Linked DNA regions of Mus musculus: region 2 is linked to region 1. A link is a contact called in public ChIA-PET data. All regions are on one chromosome and are shown on one strand. The core of a region is the stretch at or near the end of the contact, and the rest is flanking DNA. Distances in the headings are between cores, read along the strand shown. Region 1 overlaps Ttc3 (tetratricopeptide repeat domain 3). Region 2 overlaps Dyrk1a (dual-specificity tyrosine-(Y)-phosphorylation regulated kinase 1a).

The links. ChIA-PET counts read pairs in DNA pulled down with a chosen protein or histone mark.
Region 2: an RNA polymerase II ChIA-PET map of memory CD8 T cells shows a contact between it and region 1, with 9 read pairs. The contact joins two enhancer-like sites. A contact is called at or near these places in 1 of 484 Hi-C or Micro-C datasets (bone marrow-derived macrophages), 2 of 115 datasets of contacts at active chromatin or transcription factors (large pre-B cells and memory CD8 T cells) and 1 of 9 other capture datasets (embryonic stem cells).

Annotation. Positions count from the first base shown.
Region 1 is chr16:94,400,443-94,405,567 of GRCm38.p6, forward strand. Ttc3 (tetratricopeptide repeat domain 3) reads left to right here. Exons shown (of 46, transcript NM_009441.2): 11 at 2,872-2,926. Among named protein-coding and RNA genes, the nearest start is that of Gm23692, 26 kb to the right of the region's middle. Within about 2 kb of position 1,934, at least 34 of the 459 cell types and tissues checked have an H3K27ac peak or open chromatin away from gene starts, as enhancers often do. A contact at or near this core is called in memory CD8 T cells, where this site is marked.
Region 2 is chr16:94,685,091-94,690,080 of GRCm38.p6, forward strand. Dyrk1a (dual-specificity tyrosine-(Y)-phosphorylation regulated kinase 1a) reads left to right here. Exons shown (of 12, transcript NM_007890.2): 10 at 1-251; 11 at 1,389-1,513. Among named protein-coding and RNA genes, the nearest start is that of Gm41504, 26 kb to the right of the region's middle. Within about 2 kb of position 2,136, at least 14 of the 459 cell types and tissues checked have an H3K27ac peak or open chromatin away from gene starts, as enhancers often do. A contact at or near this core is called in memory CD8 T cells, where this site is marked.

The DNA.
Region 1 (5,125 bases), core at 684-3,183:
GCTAACAGATAGAACTGGTTTAAATGGTGAAGAAACAGGATCCTCAGGCTCCAGAAGGAGGTGTACAGTGGCTCTGCACTGCATCTAAGGCCTCAGTTTTCAACCTAAATGACTTGATCAGAAAGCTGCCACCTCACCTCCATGGTGGCAGGGTTACTCCTATGACTCTGCTGTCAGGCCAATGGTTACATTCTCCAACAGAAGAAAAAGCCAGGTGTTTTCTTGTGATCTTTTCAAAAGTAGTATATACACATCCTGGGAAATATGTGTATAACAAGGGAATAGACTGGATTCTCCAAAGTGGACAACTTGAAAAACAACATCCAAATTACAGCAGCAGCCAAACAACCTCTCCCCGCCCGCCCCCCCCCCCCCCCCCCCCCCGCTTGCTCTTCCAGTCACTGCCCACCTGTCTCCCCAGACCAGTCTGCCTGGAGTTCCATTGGATTGTTTTATTTTTTTTTTATTCCATGCAAATGTGTGTGGCTCTCAAAACTGCTCCCAGGGCTTATGTTGTTGCATGAACTTGCATTCACCTACTGCATGAGTATACCGTGTTTTATTCATTGTATCATGGAGGAACATTTTGCTGAGTTTCTAGTATTTGACTCTTAGTGGTATCAAATTCTCGTTGAGTGTACAATCAAGGACAGAGGGCATACTTGTGTTTTGCTTCAGTCCATAAGTTTCCTGTGACATATCATTTCAGTCTACTGCAGAGTGTGAGGGTTTCAGTCATGTCCTTACTGACACTTAGTTTCATTTTAGACCCGTTGGGTATGGAATGGAATAAGCCTAGTGTTAGTCTAGCATTTTTGTAAGTTGGTTAAGGATACTTGACTATTTTCTCATATCCTTATTGTTTATTTGGATGTCCTCTATTCCTTTGCCCCTGAGCGGAATGTCTGACACCTTTGTACTTTGGATGTGAGTTATGGAGACATAAGTTTTACGAGTATCTTCATACTCTTGAGTGGCTTTCCCCTTCAGTACTTGTTCTTTGTTTTCATGTCATCAAAAGCTGTTCATTTTAGGGATAATGAAATGGTCCAATGAGTAGAGGCTCTTGACACTAAGCTGAAAGATCTGGGTGGTAGGAGAAAACAGCCCTCTAAGTTGTCCTCTGACCTCTACACTTGACCTCCTTTCTACAACATAGAATCACACGCACACAATTAACTTTAATGCAGTTTATAAGTTCTTCTTACGGTGAGCACTTGTTTTGTGTTCATAATCTTTATCTGCTTTAAGGCTACCAGAGTGTTCTGTGTTGCTTTTAAAGGTTAGCCTGCCTGCCTGCCTGCCTGCCTGCCTGCCCCTCCCTCCCTCCCTCCCTCCCTCCCTAAGATTAGCTTTGCTGCTTAGATTTATAGGCTCCCGGGCTTGGCTTTGCTGGTGAGCCTGAGGCAGTGTCTGGCACTTGTGTGAGTGTGTAAGTGGATCAGCACCACTTATTTTATTCTGTTTGCCCCATGCACTAGGTTATCTCTCTTGTTATAGATTGGTTGGTGTAGACTCTCCTGCCTGTTCTTCCATCCTAATTGTCTTTAGGAGATTTTGTTATTTTGGTTTTTCTTCTCTAATAGTTTGGTATATACCTTTAGTAGGTGGTAATGTCTGATGGCATAAGTTACCTCATTTTCTTTAAAAAAATTTTTTTAAAGTACAAATACATTGATGTATGCAACTTTGAGATGATGGACCAGTAAGTTTACACAAGACATTTAAACTAGAAGAACAAAAAACAGACAAAGATCGTTGAGAAGATAAAATATTGAAGCCAGTGAGAGGGAGTGTGTGAGCTCACAGGAAAGAGTAGGATGTCTGAGCTAGAGCTTCAGGCATTTGAACATTTCTGGGTGGTGTTAGGTTTCTGTGTGCGTGTGGTGAGGACTTGTGAAACAGGTTGTTAGAGATGTTACTACAGATACATGCCAGGCCACAAACTGAGGTGTGGACCCTCTAGTGCCTGACAGTGTAACACTTTCTAGTGTAGTATGTACCTCCACTGAGCAGCTTGCTACAGATGAGAAAGTGGGCCCAGAGCCAGGGACATCCTTCAGGCACCAGGAGGAGCTGCAGTCTAGTTAGACTACTGGAGACTCATTCTGGAGCAGTGGTTCCCAATCCGTGGGTCGTGACCCCTTGGGGTGGTTGATTGGTGTTTTTACGGACTGTCAGAAAACATATATTTACATTACAATTCATAACAGTAAAATTACAGTGATGAAATGGCAGTGAAGATAAGATGGAAAATCTCTGTTCTGGAGTTTGTGCTCTGTTCAGTATAGCTGAACCAGTCTGTTGTGTGAAAGGCTGGAGAGTTACATTGTTGAGAATCAGTTTTGTTAAAAGACAAACATAGGGGCTGGTGAGATGGCTTAGCAGGTAAGAGCACCCGACTGCTCTTCCAAAGGTCCTGAGTTCAAATCCCAGCAACCACATGGTGGCTCACAACCATCCATAATGAGATCTGACGCCCTCATCTGGTACGTCTGAAGACAGCTACAGTGTACTTACATATAATAAATAAATAAATCTTTTTAAAAAAAAGACAAGCATAGTGTATAAAAGCATATGGATAATAAGTCGAATGTAGATACTGGAAAGCTATATAAAGAACTTTCTAAAATCACTAAATGTAATTCCTGAGTCGTTGTAATGGGGTTCGGGTAACTACTCCCCTTCGTTTTACTTCTCTGTATTTTCTAACTTTGCTATAGTGGACTTTTGCCATATGGCTTAATTTTTTTACTAGGCTATCTATATTCATGTAAAATTCACAGCATACGAGTAGATATATGATATATAGTACTTTTAAAGTAAAATCATGAAATTCTTAAATATTTTATTTCTTGCTTTTCTTTTTAGAAATGCACTTAGCGATGGAAAGAGGGCCATTGTTTTGAAGAACACCTGGCCAAAGGTAAGCTTCTTTTATTCTACAATGAGCAAGCCCTTGAACATTACTGTTGTGTGAGAATCAGTGTGTGGGATCATTTATTTGTATGTAAAAATGCTGGGTGACATTTCAGAGAACTCAAGGACAGGAAATGGGTTCAAGAGTTTATAGTCAGTTCCAAGACTTGCTGTGAGAGGTAAAGAGCATCAGAGCTAGTTAGACACCTCGGTTAATAGGCTAACCAGTAAGTGGCTGAGGAGGGGGTGGGGGAGGAAGAGAAGAAGACAAGAAAAATAGGAGAACACAGGAGAGCCTTACTCCCCTCACTGTTAGAAAGTATTCAAAGCTCTTCCCAAGTGATAATTGTACTTCAAGGCACAGCCATCATAGTATATAAGCATGACCTTTCACCCCCAGCCTCAAGGCTTTCTAAATAACACAGGGCACAAAATCAACAGCAGAGAAAGCTCACTTTGTCACAGCGCACTGGGTCAAGCTGAAAACTCGTGTATGTCAAGACATGAATTTACTCAGAGGCTAGGGTGAGATCATTTGTTATATAGATCTGATGCGATTTATATACTGAAAATGCAGAGTACCCTAAAAGTGAGTAAGAAACCCGATAAGAGAGTGGGCTAATAAAATGTAAGTTTTCACAAAAAACTAATCTTGAATGGCCAATAGAAATGAGAAAAAATAGAGGTGAGTTCTCTGTTCCTATGTCAGGTGACTCACAACTGCTTCTAACTCCAGCTCTAGAGGATCCAGTACTCTCTTCTGGCCTCCCAGCCACCCACACAAACAAATATGACCCCTCCTTAAACTCTCTCTCTCTCTCTCTCTCTCTCTCTCTCACACACATACATACATACATACATACATACATACATACATAAAAAAAATTTAAATGTAAACAAATCTTTTTGAAAATGAGGAACTCTCAATTCGTAGTAAAGTTTTAGGGGATAAAAACAGAAGGAAGAAAAAAAAAACACTGAATGGAACAGAGTGGAAGACAGCCCCAGCAGATAAGGGGAGGTGATCATGTTGAAGATTGAAGGGAGGTGTTGTTTAGGTTGGCAAAAATTGAAGAGACTGAGGGTCCTGAGTGCTGTGGTCTTTGGGTAGTAACAGGGATCTCTGGTGGGAGTGTGGGAAGATGTATGATGTACACACCCCATAGCACTGGATTCTGTATGCAGATGATTTAGAGGATCACTTAATCTTTCGTGTAGGTACCCTAACAGTTACTTGATTGTATATACACCCACCCTAGAAACCCTTCTGCACAGCTACACCTGGGGTAATGTACAAAGGCAGTCATTTTCTTTATTTTTCCTTTTGGTTTTTATATTGATTGGTAGATTGATTGATTGATTGAGGTAATGGGCATTGGATCTCGAAGCTCATGTGTTATCAAAGACCCCCACCACTGAGCTCTCCCCTCGTTCAACGCCTTCTCTTTCCTTTTTGAGACAGTAGTTTCACTAAGTTGCCCTGGATACCCTTGAACTCATTTTGTGGTCCAGGCAAGGCCTTGAACTTGTCCTCTTCTCACTTTCTCCTGAGTCTCTGAGATGATTGATCTCTGTCAACAGACTGTCTTTAGCATTCTTCTTGTCTAATAGTCTAGTGGTAAAGCAGTAGGTGGATGTGGTAATTTTACATGGTCAGAGTTATTTCTGTGTTTTTTTCCTCTGTGTTCCCGTCTTGAGCACATTCACTCTCCCACCACACTCTTAGCTGTTCTGTCTCTGGTTTACGCTGTTGTCCCTCAGCCTCCTCACTTTCCTCAAATGAGCAGGACCCAGTTCACTGTGTTGTTTTCCTTTCATCTGGAATGCTTTCCCTCAGCATTGGCTAGCTTTTCTATTACTGGTCATCTTCACTCTGTCTCCTAGTCTACTCTTCCTGTTTACATTAAAACACCAATCCTGACTTGTAGGTATCTCCTATTCTCTTTTCTTCTTCCTTTCTCCCCTTTTTACCATGTAGCATTTTAAAAAATACACCATGTGTCCAGTTAAGTAACATTCTAAGGCAAGGTGTCTGATTTACTCTAGAATCCAAACTGTCTTGATACTAGAACTAAAGCTATAGGGAGCAGTAGACAGATTAGAAATGAAACCCCCAGAATAGAGAACCTCAAGTACACAGACCCACATAGTCACAGCTGACTCTAGTAACAGAAGCAAGTGTACAATAGTGTTGTTGGCTTCATGG
Region 2 (4,990 bases), core at 886-3,385, 280 kb after region 1:
AGGACCTGGCGGGCGGCGTGCTGGGGAATCGGGTCATACTGTAGCTGACTACTTGAAGTTCAAAGACCTCATTTTAAGGATGCTTGATTATGACCCCAAAACTCGGATTCAACCTTATTATGCCCTGCAGCACAGTTTTTTCAAGAAAACAGCTGATGAAGGTACCAACACAAGTAACAGTGTGTCTACCAGCCCTGCGATGGAGCAGTCTCAGTCTTCAGGCACCACCTCCAGCACCTCCTCCAGCTCAGGTCCGCCACGGCGCAGCGCGGCCCGCTCGCTTGTGCATGCTTTCTCTCTGCTTACTCGGGTGGGAGGCTTTTTCCCCCTCCTTTTTGGTTTTTTGAGGCAGGTTTTCTCTGTGTAGCCCTGGCTATCCTGGACGCCCCCTTGGTATGCTAGTCTGGCCTCAAACTCAGAGATCGCCTCCTGCCTCTGCCTTCAGAGTGCTGGGATTTAAGACACATGTTCCCACTGCCCAACTCCAATGTGGAATTCTTTCAGAGTATTTATATATATATATATATATATTTTTTTTTTAATTAGGTATTTTCCTCATTTACATTTCCAATGCTATCCCAAAAGTCCCCCATACCCTCCCCCCCCACCCCACTGCCCACCCCAGAGTGTTTATTATAAACTAATTTTTTGAATTTTGTAAATGGGTAGCAAGGGATTATTTTACTTCAATATGTTCTTAGTGTGTGTGGCTCTGAATTCAGTACCCTCAAACACACCTCCCCACCTGTATGGTTAGTAGCAAATTTAATTGTCAGATGTGTTCGTTATAATTGTCTGCCTGACAGTTAGAAACAAAGCTACTTATAGCCAAAAATTTAAATGGTTTTAAATGGAGTTATTTTTCCACGTCCTTAAGTTTTTACTTGACTGAGGAGAACCTGGCTGTATTAGCAGTTGATGTGGGAAGACATCTAAGACTCCAATTACTTTGTGGTATATTTCAAGTTAATACCATAGCTTGAAAGTTTTATGTGTCTGTATATGTGTTAAGTAGTGCATATACCTAACCGTGCATATGTGTGCACCTAAGGTCACATGTGGGTCTTGACACTGTGTCTTCCCTCACTGTCTTCCTTATTACTTGGAAATAAGAGTCCCAGTGCCCCAGAGGCCTGCTGTTGTATCCAGGCTGCCTGCCTGGCTAGTGAGGTCTTGGGATTGGCACTCCCTCACCCAAGTCCCGGGGTTCAGTCAGCCCAGGATTTTATACAGAGGCTGGAGATGCACACACAGTCCTAGCTCTGCTCCTGCTCTTACTGCGTACTCTCTCTACCCCATGCTTGAGTGGGTACAATGCAGTCTTAGAGTTCTAACTCGAGCAAAATTAGCTTTAAACTCACAAGTTTTTCCATGTCCTGATATTAAAGGTGGATCCTCGGGAACGAGTAACAGTGGGAGAGCCAGGTCGGATCCGACGCACCAGCATCGACACAGCGGTGGACACTTCGCTGCTGCTGTCCAGGCCATGGACTGTGAGACACACAGTCCCCAGGTGAGTGTTCCTAGTGCTCCTGCCATGGCCTTGCTAGCTTTAGCTTTGTTGGATGCCAGTCAGGACGACCATGTCTGTGTCCTCTTTTCTAAAGGTGTGTGGTATCCTCACTGCTTAGGAAATAAAAACTCCACTCCTTGTTAGAAATGAGAGCATGTGTTGGGTACACACACCACCGTCTTTCTAGCCATCTACTCCAGGTTTATTTTTCATTTGCCACAGCAGTTTCCTCCCTGCCTCTCAGTGGGTGCCGAGACCTCTAGATGCACTAATTCTCTGTGAGCTGTGCAGTCTGGGCCCTACGTTACTTCTTGTGGCCTCCAGCATTCCCACCCTGATTCTGAATCAGTTTGTGTTGGATTTTTAAACTTGTAATATTAAAGTAATTTTTAAAGTTAGTGTAGAACATGTGGTAGGATAGAAATGTGGAGATGCCATCCTAGCTATATTTCATTGCTGTGGTAATACCCAGACAGAAGCAGTGTAAGGATGACAGGGTATACTCTGGCTCACAGTTCAAAAGGAAATGATACCTTGTGTCAGGGAAGATGGGATGGCAGGCAGGGAAAAGCAGAGTGGTAGGGTCAGGAGGCCTCTGCATTTAAGAAACAGGAAATGGGTGGGGCTGTGCTGAGCTATAGAGCCTCAAGGCCTACTCTATAAGCCAGCCTCCTGCAGTAGGGCCTTCACCCCTGCCCCTGGCTGCCAGCTGGGGACCAAGTATTCAAGCACAGGAGGAAGGTGTTTACTGTTTAGACAAAACCATAAGACCTCAGTGAGACATTTCCTCTGCGTTGTGGGCTACATTTTGGCTCTGAGCGTGCCAATCGGTTATTTGATAGAGTAAGGAAAACCTGAGCTAGATTGGTGCTCATTCCTTAATTGTGACTGGGCCACTTGGTTTTGCTGGAGAAATTGTCACATTGTTCTGTCCTCACTGTTAGTATTCACCAGTCTCAGGCGGCCATCCTCAGAGGACCCCTTCTCCTTCCTATTGTCTGTGAATTACTTCCAACTTGTCCACTCGTAGGCAGAGGCCTGTGACTCTCTCTTCTGTGTGCAATCTTCAGACTGCACTGCTGTAGACGGGCTTTCTCACAGCTCGCCTCTCTCTGCTTTCACTGGGCTTCTTGTTGAAGGCCAGGCCCATGTCTCCTGTCTTCATGGGCTCTGGCTCCTTCTGTTGAACAGCACTGAGTCTTTGATCGTTCTAGCCTGTGGTAACTCTCCCTCACCACACTGTCATTCCTAGAGTTTCACACTTGTCTTCAGCAGCCCAGCAGCTCAGTGCACCTAACTCCTGGTCCCAGTTGCAGGCCCTGTGTCAGCCACAGTCCTCACTGATAGTCCAGAGGACTCCCCTGTTTTCCTTTGTCGTTGCCTGGTAGTATTTGGCAGGGTTGACTTAATCCACATACACTGAATTACCTCTGGTTTCTTTGGCAGCATGTGTCTGGTTCTCCATTTCTTTGTTCCCCCTCCCTTAACTGTCTTTTGGGGGGCAGTGTTCCTGTCCACCATGCCTTGAGATGACCTCACATGCTTTCTGCTTGGTCTCACCCCTTACTGCCAGTCATTACAGTCACCATTTTTAAAGCATTCCTTCCTACTTACCTCTGACTACACTGACCTCTGGGTTGTGTTGGGCTTACTGTAAATGCCATTCTGCAAGTTTGAGCAGTAAGAAGACTCTTAACTGTACCTGTTGCTTTGTAACAATGGTCCTATTTTCACTTACTTACTGTCATAGATTCAGGTCCAGGATGTTAGTCTCCAGGTTAGTGAGGTGTGAATTCTGATTTTATGTATATATAATTAGCCCTTCCACTGCAGGAACCATGTGTGTCCTGTCTTCCACTAAAGCACACTCTTTCCTGTGCCCTGACTAAGTGCTTATCAGCCTGAGGAAACTCTGCAGATGCTTGAACCTCGCTACTCCAGGCTAGTTTATTTCCCCTGCTTTTCATAGCCCTTGTTTCCCTTGTACCTGGACCTAACTAACGTGTAGAACCTCTTGTCTTTGTGCTCTGCCCCTACCCAGGCCTTTCTTTATTCTCTGCACTCAGAATGCACACACTGAGATCTTTCACTCTGAGGGTTGTGCCATGCTGGGCCTCCCACGCTTTCCTCATTCCTCCTGCGTTGGCTTAGTGGCACACTTCACACTTAGTAAATTTTTTTGGACCATCCTCTGTTCCTCTCTTTCATGTATGTATATGGTCTATGTACTACAAACATACATAGAAATTCCCAGAAAAACACAGTTGTATATCCCACCTACCTTACAGAAGTCATTGATCTGCCTGTTCACTTTAGGTGTCCAACAGGACAGCCCCAACTGGCATTTCTGGCTCATGATCATCGCTCTCCTTCCTCTAGGTAGTTGGAGTTACAGACATGCTTCATTCATTGTACCCAGCAGAGGTGTTTAGCTGTTTATTTATACTGAGTGTATGTTTGTGGGTGCATGCGAACTCATAGTATGCCTATGGAAGTCAGAGGACAACTTCTAGGAGTCATCTCTTCGTGTGTATTGGGGACAGAGGGGAGCTGGACAATTAAACTCTAAGACTGTCAGGGTTATTGGCAAATGCCTTTACCTGCTTAGCCATTGGCTGGCCAGGTTTTAATAATTGATGCAGTCATGTAGTAAGAAGAAACACACCACAGAGTTTGTGAGAAGCCCTCTTCTTCATGTCAGCTGGTGTAATACAAACTAGTATTTATAGCTTTTATATCTTTGAAAAGATGTTCTTTATGGAAAAGTAAATCTAGTTATATATTATCAGATAATATATATTAATCAGGTACTATTTAATATGAAGACACAATATTTATATACATTCAAACTCCTTTCCCAAGCATATTATATACTCTAGCCTCTCTATAAACACTGACATATACAGTTTTATATCTGTCTTTCTTCATTTGGCATAGATTTAGTATTCTTCCTATATCAAAATAAAGCTCTATTTTAAACTGTTTGCAGTATTACATTTAACTATTCCATAGCTTAGTTTATTCATGGGCATTTCTCTGATCTGCAGTCAACTTCACTATAATATCATAGTCAAAACCTTTATGTACACCAGTCCCACATGCGTACTTTGTCTTCTAAATTCCTGGAAACAGTTGGAAGTAAAATTGCTCAGTCAGAGTGAAGTAACAAGGAATTATGGTCATGATGACTAGGTTGTCTTCTGTATGATTTGACAACTCAGAAAGTTGAGTTTTGCCAGCTTGGAGTGTTGTGGTAGAACATTGCCTGGAGCACGCAGTGCCCTGGCTAGATAGTCTCCAGCAGCATGTAGATGCACACACTCCTGCTCTTCCCCCAAAGAAGAAAGGAAGAAAGGAAGAAAAAGGATGCTTTCAAGTTCCTTTATCTGTGTTTGATTTCATTGTTGATATCTACTATGGCCTGAAAATACCAAACAAAGAACCATTGTATCTTTATAAAATTGTGATTAAAATTCT